Regions from separate parts of the Mus musculus genome. Here regions 1 and 2 are each linked to region 3. The links are chromatin contacts, called in public promoter capture Hi-C maps. All regions are on one chromosome and are shown on one strand. The core of a region is the stretch at or near the end of the contact, and the rest is flanking DNA. Distances in the headings are between cores, read along the strand shown. Region 1 holds the start of Nxt2 (nuclear transport factor 2-like export factor 2). Region 2 holds the start of Acsl4 (acyl-CoA synthetase long-chain family member 4). Region 3 holds the start of Prps1 (phosphoribosyl pyrophosphate synthetase 1).

Region 1 (2,700 bases), core at 59-2,558, 1.8 Mb after region 3:
TGGGGACCAACATTTTGGAAACTCGGGCAGTTCCTGGGTGGAGCCACAAATCAACTACAAATAGTAAGTTTATAGAAATATTTTGATTCAAAAATTAGAAGTCCGGCGGTAGCCGCTTTGAAATCATTGGTTTTTTTAAAAAATGGCAGTGATATTTAAAAATGGGAATGGGTGGGTAGGGAAGTGGGGGACTTTTGGGATAGCATTGGAAATGTAATTGAGGAAAATACGTAATAAAAAAAAAATGGCAGTGGGAACCGGGCGGTCGTGGGAGCCGGGCAGTCGTGGCGCACGCCTTTAATCCCAGCACTCAGGAGGCAGAGGCAGGCAGATTTCTGACTTCGAGGCCAGCCTGGTCTACAGAGTGAGTTCCAGGACAGCCAGGGCTATACAGAGAAACACTGTCTCGAAAAAAAACAAAAACAAAAAACAAAACAAAACAAAACAAAAACCAAAAAACAAAAACAAACAAAAAATGGCAGTGGAGTAGTGAAACATTACTTGTACTTAAATCCTAGGTAGTCGCTGGTTAATCACTTTTTTAAATAGACTGATAAGAAAATAATATTTAACTTATAGTTGTCATAAATAATTGAGTATGAGTAAAAATGTTTAGAAACGTGCTTGTGATCACTACTAAACTGTTTCTTGTCCTGCTGTTCTTGAATACGCTGTGGAAACACACACCGTAGGGTTTAGGGGGGTAGTCCTTGTTATATAATCCCCCCAGAGTGGCGAGAATCCGTGAAATGCTTGTATATTAAACCGTGAGAAATTGTAGGCAGCCCAGCGAAGCTTAGTGGCCAAGGCTCAAAATGGAGAACATTTTAGAACTTTAAACAGTTTTTAAACCCCACTGGCCGTACTTTAAACAGTTTTCAGCACCCCCTGTACTTTAAAATTTTTCAGCCCTCGTGCAGTTGGCGGTTGGTGTTACTTTCCATAAGTTCTGCCCCCTTTTCCTATTGGCTACGGACATAGATTCCCCCCCCCCCCGTTTCTCGTTGGCCTTCAAATTTTGGCCCCGCCTCCTCGTGTGAAGAGGTTCCCACCCAAAATTGAATATTTAATATTAACTTGTGCCAGGACAGGTAGCTGGGAACTTGAGATGTATTTGTTTTCCATATTAAGCTTACAAAAGCAAGGTCCTCCCCTTCTGTTTTGTTGGGGTTTTGGGGGGATGGTGTAGGTTGGTTAGTTTTTTCGTTTATCTGTTTCTCTTATGGTAAATAAACAGTTTGCAAGTAATTTAAAACGGATGGGCGGGATCACTCGGAACTGAAGGGAAACGCTGCTTAAAGTTGGAACATCGGGGTGATTTTAACACCGGACTGAGCTACTTCCGGGGGACAATGGGCGGGTTGAGAAATCTGTGCCATTGGCGAGGTTCGTTTTGTTGCTAAACATCTCATCCTTCCACAGCCAAAGGACCCAGACGAGCGCGGAAGTGCGGACATCTCCGGGGCCAGCTCTGGAGCAGACCATTTCCAGCCCCCTGATGGCCTTGGCAGTGGTGAGTGCGTGACACCTCCTGGCGCCCGCGGCTTGGCCGAGGAGCAAGCAAGCTAGGGCTCGGGCAGCGGAGGGGAGGGGAGGGCAGCGGAGGGGAGGGCAGCCGAGGGGAGGGCAGCGGAGGGGAGGGCAGCCGAGGGGAGGGGAGGGAGAGGGGAAGGGAGGGGAGGGGAGGGGAGGGGGGAGGGGAGGGGAGGGAGAAGGGAGGAGGCGCGAGCATGAGCGAGTGGCGAATCAGGCTCCAGCCCGCCAGCCCCTGGGGCGGAGCTCGCGCCCTCCGCCCGCCCCCTGCTCCGGAGATGGAGCGGCTGGTGGGAGTCCAGCAGCCTGTGTGAGGATGCAGCTCTGTGGCCGGTGGCTTTAGGTGGCCCTCTTTCCGTTGGCGCTTAAAGATAGATAGATAGATGATAGATAGATAGATAGATAGATAGATAGATAGATAGATAGATAGATAGATAGATAGATAGATAGATAGAGCAAGCAAAAGCTCCGGATCCCTGAAAAAGGGTGGCGATTGTTTTTATTTATTTCAAAGACTAGAACTGCCTCCACAAAAGGGTTACTTCATCAGGGATACTCTGGTGAGAATGGATCTGAGGGGTTTCATTTCTTAGGTTCTGCAATTCACTTCCAGACACGAGTGAGTGGTTATATAACGTAAGAAAAATGTCTCCGTGAGGCTGCTTAGACGTTCACTTCTATTTTGACAGGTTTTTTTTTTTTTTGGTTTTTTTGTTTGTTTGTTTGTTTTTTAATCGCAGTAGCTTTTGAGCTTGGTCATAAGCGCTTGAAATGAAGCGCTTTGCTAGCCTACTCAATAATTGCCCACACTTCACACCTAGGGTCCCTGCCTCTGCACATCTCCGAGTTACAGATACATGCCAAGCAAAGAACCAAGATTCATATGTGACGAATGAAAAGATGGGAGATGAATGTGTTTTAAAGACATACACCTAAAACTAGCAGCAGATTTTCAAGCAGAAATTTGTGCCTTAATCTTAATACTCAAATTTATGTCATAGGAGTGGAATTCAAATGCAGCTTTAGAATGATGAGCATAAATTGACAACTTCTTTTGTGTATTTTGTGCTTGAGGGGGGATTGGTGGAATTATAATCTACATTTGTGAATATTTTCTCGTAGAATTTTAAAACTTATGTGGATCAGGCATGTAGAGCTGCCGAGGAA
Region 2 (2,700 bases), core at 52-2,551, 1.9 Mb after region 3:
CATGAATTTACAGGTTCAAGAGACAAAATATGAGAAGGAACCTCGGTTATGCTTGAATCCAACTGCATGACAGCTGAGCATATTTCCACAGAAGAGGAAACTTAGTGGTTGATTAAAACCATGAACCAGTAAAGCAAACTGCTTACTTCTTCAACAAGGTTCATTTCCCCTTATTCCCATCCCTACCGTCGTTTCTACTGAGTGAGAATTGACGATTTTTTTAAGAGGAAAAGTACGAATGAGCAAATTAATTTCAAAAGGATGGAAAAATGTCTTCGAAGGAGATGCTAGAGTAAAAGGAGAAATGACGTCTGATTTCAAATATGTAACCAGTTAGGCAATGAATCACATTCTCCTAGGTTTTTCTGTCTATAGACATCAGCCAGCCACAGATCTTTTCGGTACTCGAATGAGAGGAAGAGGAAGTGAATAAACCTAATATTAACTATACAGCACCTACTGATCGTGGAGATAAAGACGGGAAGAACACAGGGTACAAGCTGCAGCTATGATCCAGCTGTTTGCTAACATACGTAAAGGTATGGATGCTGAGAGAGTATCTATCGAAAGCGAAGGCACCCTCCCCAAATTCAAGAAAGCAGCTGTTTCTAGAACCAAAGACACCACCGCCGCCGCCGCCACCACCACCCGCGAGCGCCCGGACCCTGTTACAGAGTGTCAAGGGAGGGGACAAAATGGAGCTGAGGTCTAGGGGCGACCTAAAGGTCGTTTGGAGGTCTAGCAGGCACTTGGTGTGCTCAAGTCAACTGAGTCTTGGCAAAGCCCGGTACCCCCAGGAGGAAGAGTTCTCTCAGGCTCTCAGGGTACAGCGGGGGTACAGGGAAGAGCCAGGTGGGGTTCTGGAGGATCCCAGAAAGCATCAGAGGAGATAGTGACGGTGGTTCTCTCCATGAGCCAGCGGCCGCAGCCGGAAAGCCGAGCGCCCACCCCCACCCCCCAAACCCCGACCTCCAGCCGGCTCAGGTGAGGATCCGGGAGCACGTCAGGAATAGGGGACTCTCCGGGGCAAGGGCGCAGCAGCCGCATCCTCCCCAGCCTAGGATCACTCACCGAAGGTGCTGCCTCGCTCGCTACGAGTCTGCCACTGGGTCCCGGCCTTAAGAGGAAGGAAGCTCCTGGAGAGGAGCTCGCGTGCCCGCTAGCTCTGGAGCTGCCTGGCAAGGAGGGGCGAGCCGCGGAGACCAGTGGAAAAAAAAAGAGAGAGAGAGGGAGAGAGCCGCAGCGGCGCGCGCGCAACCCGGACAGCCAGCGGAGGCGGGGTCCGGCGCGAGCCCGGAAAAGACGAGCCCGGAGGGGCGGGCGGAGCGGGGGAGCTCGGTGGTGTGGCTGAGCCCGCCGAATCGCAGGCGGCCTCTGGCTCGGCCCACCCACACGCCCGCCTCCGCTCACTAAGGACGTCACCGCCAAAAAGGCGGAGCCCGATCGGGCTTGCAGCTGCTGCAAAGGAGGAGGGCTGCTTCCGAAGGGTCGCAGGTCGCCTAAAGCCTCCCTTGAGCCCGCAGCCACCATGCCGCTCCCGCAGTGCTGGGCAAAATAGCCCACGAGGGCTTAGCGCCCAGTAGTCTAGAGCCGCAGAACTGGCCCACGCCCTAGCGGGCTACCCGGGACTCCACCCAGGATGAAAGTTCCCCCGGGGTCATCTTCCAGCTGCCCTTAGTTAGATACCTATCTTTGGACTGCCTCGTGCTTCCTATGGGAGAGAGATCTTAACCTAGCTCCTGAAAGCCAAAGCCTTCTATCCTTTTATCTGTTGCCTTGAGCTGTATTAAGATTCCCTGCTCACTCGGGCTTATGAAATATTTCCTGAAGGCAGGGTTTTGCGCGTCACTCAGCAAAAGAGCCCACAACTGATAAAAAGTCAGTGCAGTACCGTGAGATTCTATTGCTTCTGAGACTTCTTGATAAAGGCCATTTTAATCCCCCCAAGAATTGAGAAATTATTGTTCGTAATAAATTCCAAAAGGTATCTCAGGACTTCAAGACAAAACTGTAATTGCGAATAATAAGCCACAACAAACTACCAAGAATAAGTTGCCAGAAGAAATTCTATTCTTCCAGTTCCATGACCGGCTGCTTTTTTGCTTCCTGTTACGGCTGTTTTACTAGCTACTTTTCATTTCTCTTACAGAATGACTGTGTCTGCTACACACACGTACAATAGCTTGCCTCACATTGCTGGCTTCAGTAGTGCTTTAGGCTTTGTGTGTCATAATCATCTGGGATGTTTGTTCCAATGGGAATACCTGGAGAAATAATCCTCAGATGTTTTGATGTGGGTTTTGATTTGGTGAAATTTTTTAATTTTGGATTTTTAAGAAGCACCCCTGCCGGGCGTGGTAGCGCACGCCTTTAATCCCAGCACTCCGGAGGCAGAGGCAGGCGGATTTCTGAGTTCGAGGCCAGCCTGGTCTACAAAAGTGAGGTCCAGGACAGCCAGGGCTACACAGAGAAACCCTGTCTCGAAAAGCCAAAAAAAAAAAAAAAAAAAAAAAGAAGAAGAAGAAGAAGAAGAAGCACCCCGAATGACAGTATTAGTGTGCCTGGCTGAGAGCAGAAATGTCCAGCTTGTTTGAATGTTGTTCTACAGCTGTAGCACTCATTTCATTTCCAATAGAGCCACCAACTTGGGTATAAGGCACTCATGTGCTTTTCCTTTCACAAGATTGACCTAGAAAGTTC
Region 3 (2,700 bases), core at 192-2,691:
CTTAACCACTAAGTCATCTCTCCAGCCCCACTTTTTCTAAGATTCATTTTTTAAAATTATTTTTCACAATGTTTCATATTAATACAGATGCCCTTGGAGGGCAGAGACATCACAGGCAGTTATGAGCCACTTGGATGTGGGTGCTGAGAACCAAATGTGGGTCATCTGCAAAAGCAATACTTGTTCTGAACCGCTGAGCCATCTCTTCAGTCCCCAAAGTGGTTTGGGTTAGCTCCTTGCCGGACAATTTTAAGAGCAACAATACAGAGAGAGCAGGGGGCTCTCTATGTAGCTCTAGCTGTTCTGGAACTCACTAGACAAGACTGGCTTCGAACTCATAGAGATAAGCCCAATTCATAAGTGCTGATAATTCCAATGTGCCCAGCTGTCAAAGCCTGGCTGGGCAGTGATGCTGCATGCCTTTAATCCTAGAGACAGGATTTCTCTGTATCTCCTTGGCTGTCCTGGATCTCACTTTGCCTCCAGAGTGCTGAAATTAAAGGTGTGAGCCACCACGCCTGGCTCAGAGTCACATTGTGTGTACGAGGCTAGCTTGGGACTCATGATCCCCCCTGACTAAGTCTCCTTAGTGTTAAGATGATAAGCATGTACCACCATACCTGGTAGTCATGATTTTGGTTTTGTTGATTGTTGCTGCTTTGAGACAAGATCTCACTATATATCTCTGGTGGCCCTGAACTCCCTTTGTACATCAGTCTGGCTTAGAACTGACATAGATCTGCCTGCCTGCCTCCTCCAGAATACTAGGATTAAAGGTGTATGCCACCTTGGTACTGATTTTTTTTTTATTCTAAAATTGTGTGACTCTTCCTTTACATCTAATTCATGGCTGTCTGGAATACTGTTAAAACAGAGTCTGCACTAGTTTGCACAAGTTTGCACTGGTCCAGTTAGCGTGTGTAAAAGGCTAGGTTAGCCAGATTACCTTGTAATTGTGGCAGACTTAAACACTATGCTGATTCTTTCAGGGTTCTTCATGGATAATACTTTACTTTTTCTTCTTCCAATCTTTAGCTAATCATAATTTTATCACCCAGATATTTGGGGAAAGCCACACTCCTTCTCTAATTGAGCAAACTAGAATCCAGTGATAAGGACAAAACATTAACTTTCTCTCGCATTGTCCCAGGGTGACTCACCTTCAGTCACTTTCCCCTAGGGCTTGCCTTCCAGGTAGAAAGTACACTTGGTATTTAGAGTTGGTAAACAAGCCCTTTGCCTGCGATGCGCCTGCGTTGTGGCTATCTTTGTGATGTAAAAAGTGCTTTAATTTAACCCGTTTCACGCCTCTGAACAAATTACCAGAGAGTGGTTGGGCGGCAACATTACCGGAAGACTCCGCCCCTCACACCCGTCCAACCAATCAGAAAAGGCTGGGTGGAGAACTTCCTTTGTAATCCCGCCCCCTGGGCAATTTAATGCCGCGCGCTGGGCGGGAATGTAAGATGGCGGAGTAGCAACGCGGTACTGTTGGTGTTCAGACTGCCTGCTGACTTCCGTTCCCGTGTTGGCAGCGGCGGCGGCGGCGACCACTGAGCACGTTGAGGTAGTTACCCAAGATGCCGAATATCAAAATCTTCAGCGGGAGCTCCCACCAGGACTTATCCCAGAAAATCGCTGACCGCCTGGGCCTTGAGCTAGGCAAGGTGGTGACTAAGAAATTCAGCAACCAGGAGACCTGGTAAGGACGCAATTGGTACCTTGAGTGTACCTGACCTGCCCAGGCCATGGCAACTCGGGGGATGGAGCGGCCGTGGGATTTCCTGGCAGCAGAGGATGGGCAGAAAGGGGCAGCAGAGGTTAGCTTGCCTCGCGGGTTGTTCCGTTATTTTACCTCCCGAGAGGGTCGCGTTCATCCTCGCTGCGCGCGGTTAGGTGGAGCCAAGATGGAGATGGGAGCTGAGGCCGCTACGTTTGGGGGTTGGGGATGGAGGATCTAATGTCGGGGGGTAATGGCCTCCTGGAATGTCTGGAGGTGTACGGGCGCTTAGCTTTGGGCATGGGGACACGTGGCTTGTCGCTTCACTGTGGAGCCAGTAGATTGGATTCGGTTCACTTTCCGCGCGTCGACTGGTGTACATCAGAGAACCTATGGCGTTCTGAGCCCCATCGTGGTCTTTTTCCTAGATTTGAAAAGCTTTTTGGTTGGAAATGGTAGCGTTCTGGTTTGGTCTTGGGAAACATTGTGTTCTGAGGGCGCGAAAACGTTACCACGTTCCCTTAGACTGGCACGGTGTCGGCTTTTCCTATCCTGTCTGTCGAGGAATCAAACCACCCTTAAGTTAAATTCAGTAGATGGGGTAAAGTGGTTGCTTTGAGCTCAACATCCTTGATCTTCGACATCTCAGCTTAAGTCATCCCAAAAAAATAGGGAAACCTTAGTTGTAGAATTCGAATTTTTGACGGTTTCCAATTCCGCTACTGGCAGACATAATAATACAAGCACTCCGCCCCTCCTCCATTGTAGCCACTTCTTAGTGTTAAATGCGTGAGGATTTAGGGAACGACTTACACGTGAGTGTTCAGTGACAAAATAATAACGCAGTGGAAGAGCTAGCTCAAACAGCAAAGGGAAATTTGAATGTCGTCTTTTTGGTGCTCTGCTATAAAACTCGTGGCCCAGCACTGGTGTGCTGTCGCATGCCACTAGGCAAGAGCAGGAGAAGCAAGTTTGAAGCA

What was found. Promoter capture Hi-C pulls out the DNA fragments that hold promoters and counts their contacts.
Region 1: a promoter capture Hi-C map of pre-B cells shows a contact between it and region 3, with 3 times the contacts expected there. The contact joins the promoter of Nxt2 here to the promoter of Prps1 in region 3. A contact is called at or near these places in 3 of 39 promoter capture datasets (the C10 cell line, liver and pre-B cells).
Region 2: a contact with region 3 is called in a promoter capture Hi-C map of erythroid cells, with 4 times the contacts expected there. The contact joins the promoter of Acsl4 here to the promoter of Prps1 in region 3. A contact is called at or near these places in 3 of 39 promoter capture datasets (cranial neural crest, erythroid cells and pre-B cells).

Annotation. Positions count from the first base shown.
Region 1 is chrX:142,226,869-142,229,568 of GRCm38.p6, forward strand. It overlaps Nxt2 (nuclear transport factor 2-like export factor 2), which reads left to right and starts at 1,309. Exons shown (of 4, transcript NM_172782.4): 1 at 1,309-1,513; 2 at 2,656-2,700. The coding sequence starts at 1,499.
Region 2 is chrX:142,389,234-142,391,933 of GRCm38.p6, forward strand. Acsl4 (acyl-CoA synthetase long-chain family member 4) reads right to left here and starts at 1,302. Exons shown (of 16, transcript NM_207625.2): 1 at 1,072-1,302.
Region 3 is chrX:140,455,162-140,457,861 of GRCm38.p6, forward strand. Prps1 (phosphoribosyl pyrophosphate synthetase 1) reads left to right here and starts at 1,442. Exons shown (of 7, transcript NM_021463.4): 1 at 1,442-1,702. The coding sequence starts at 1,581.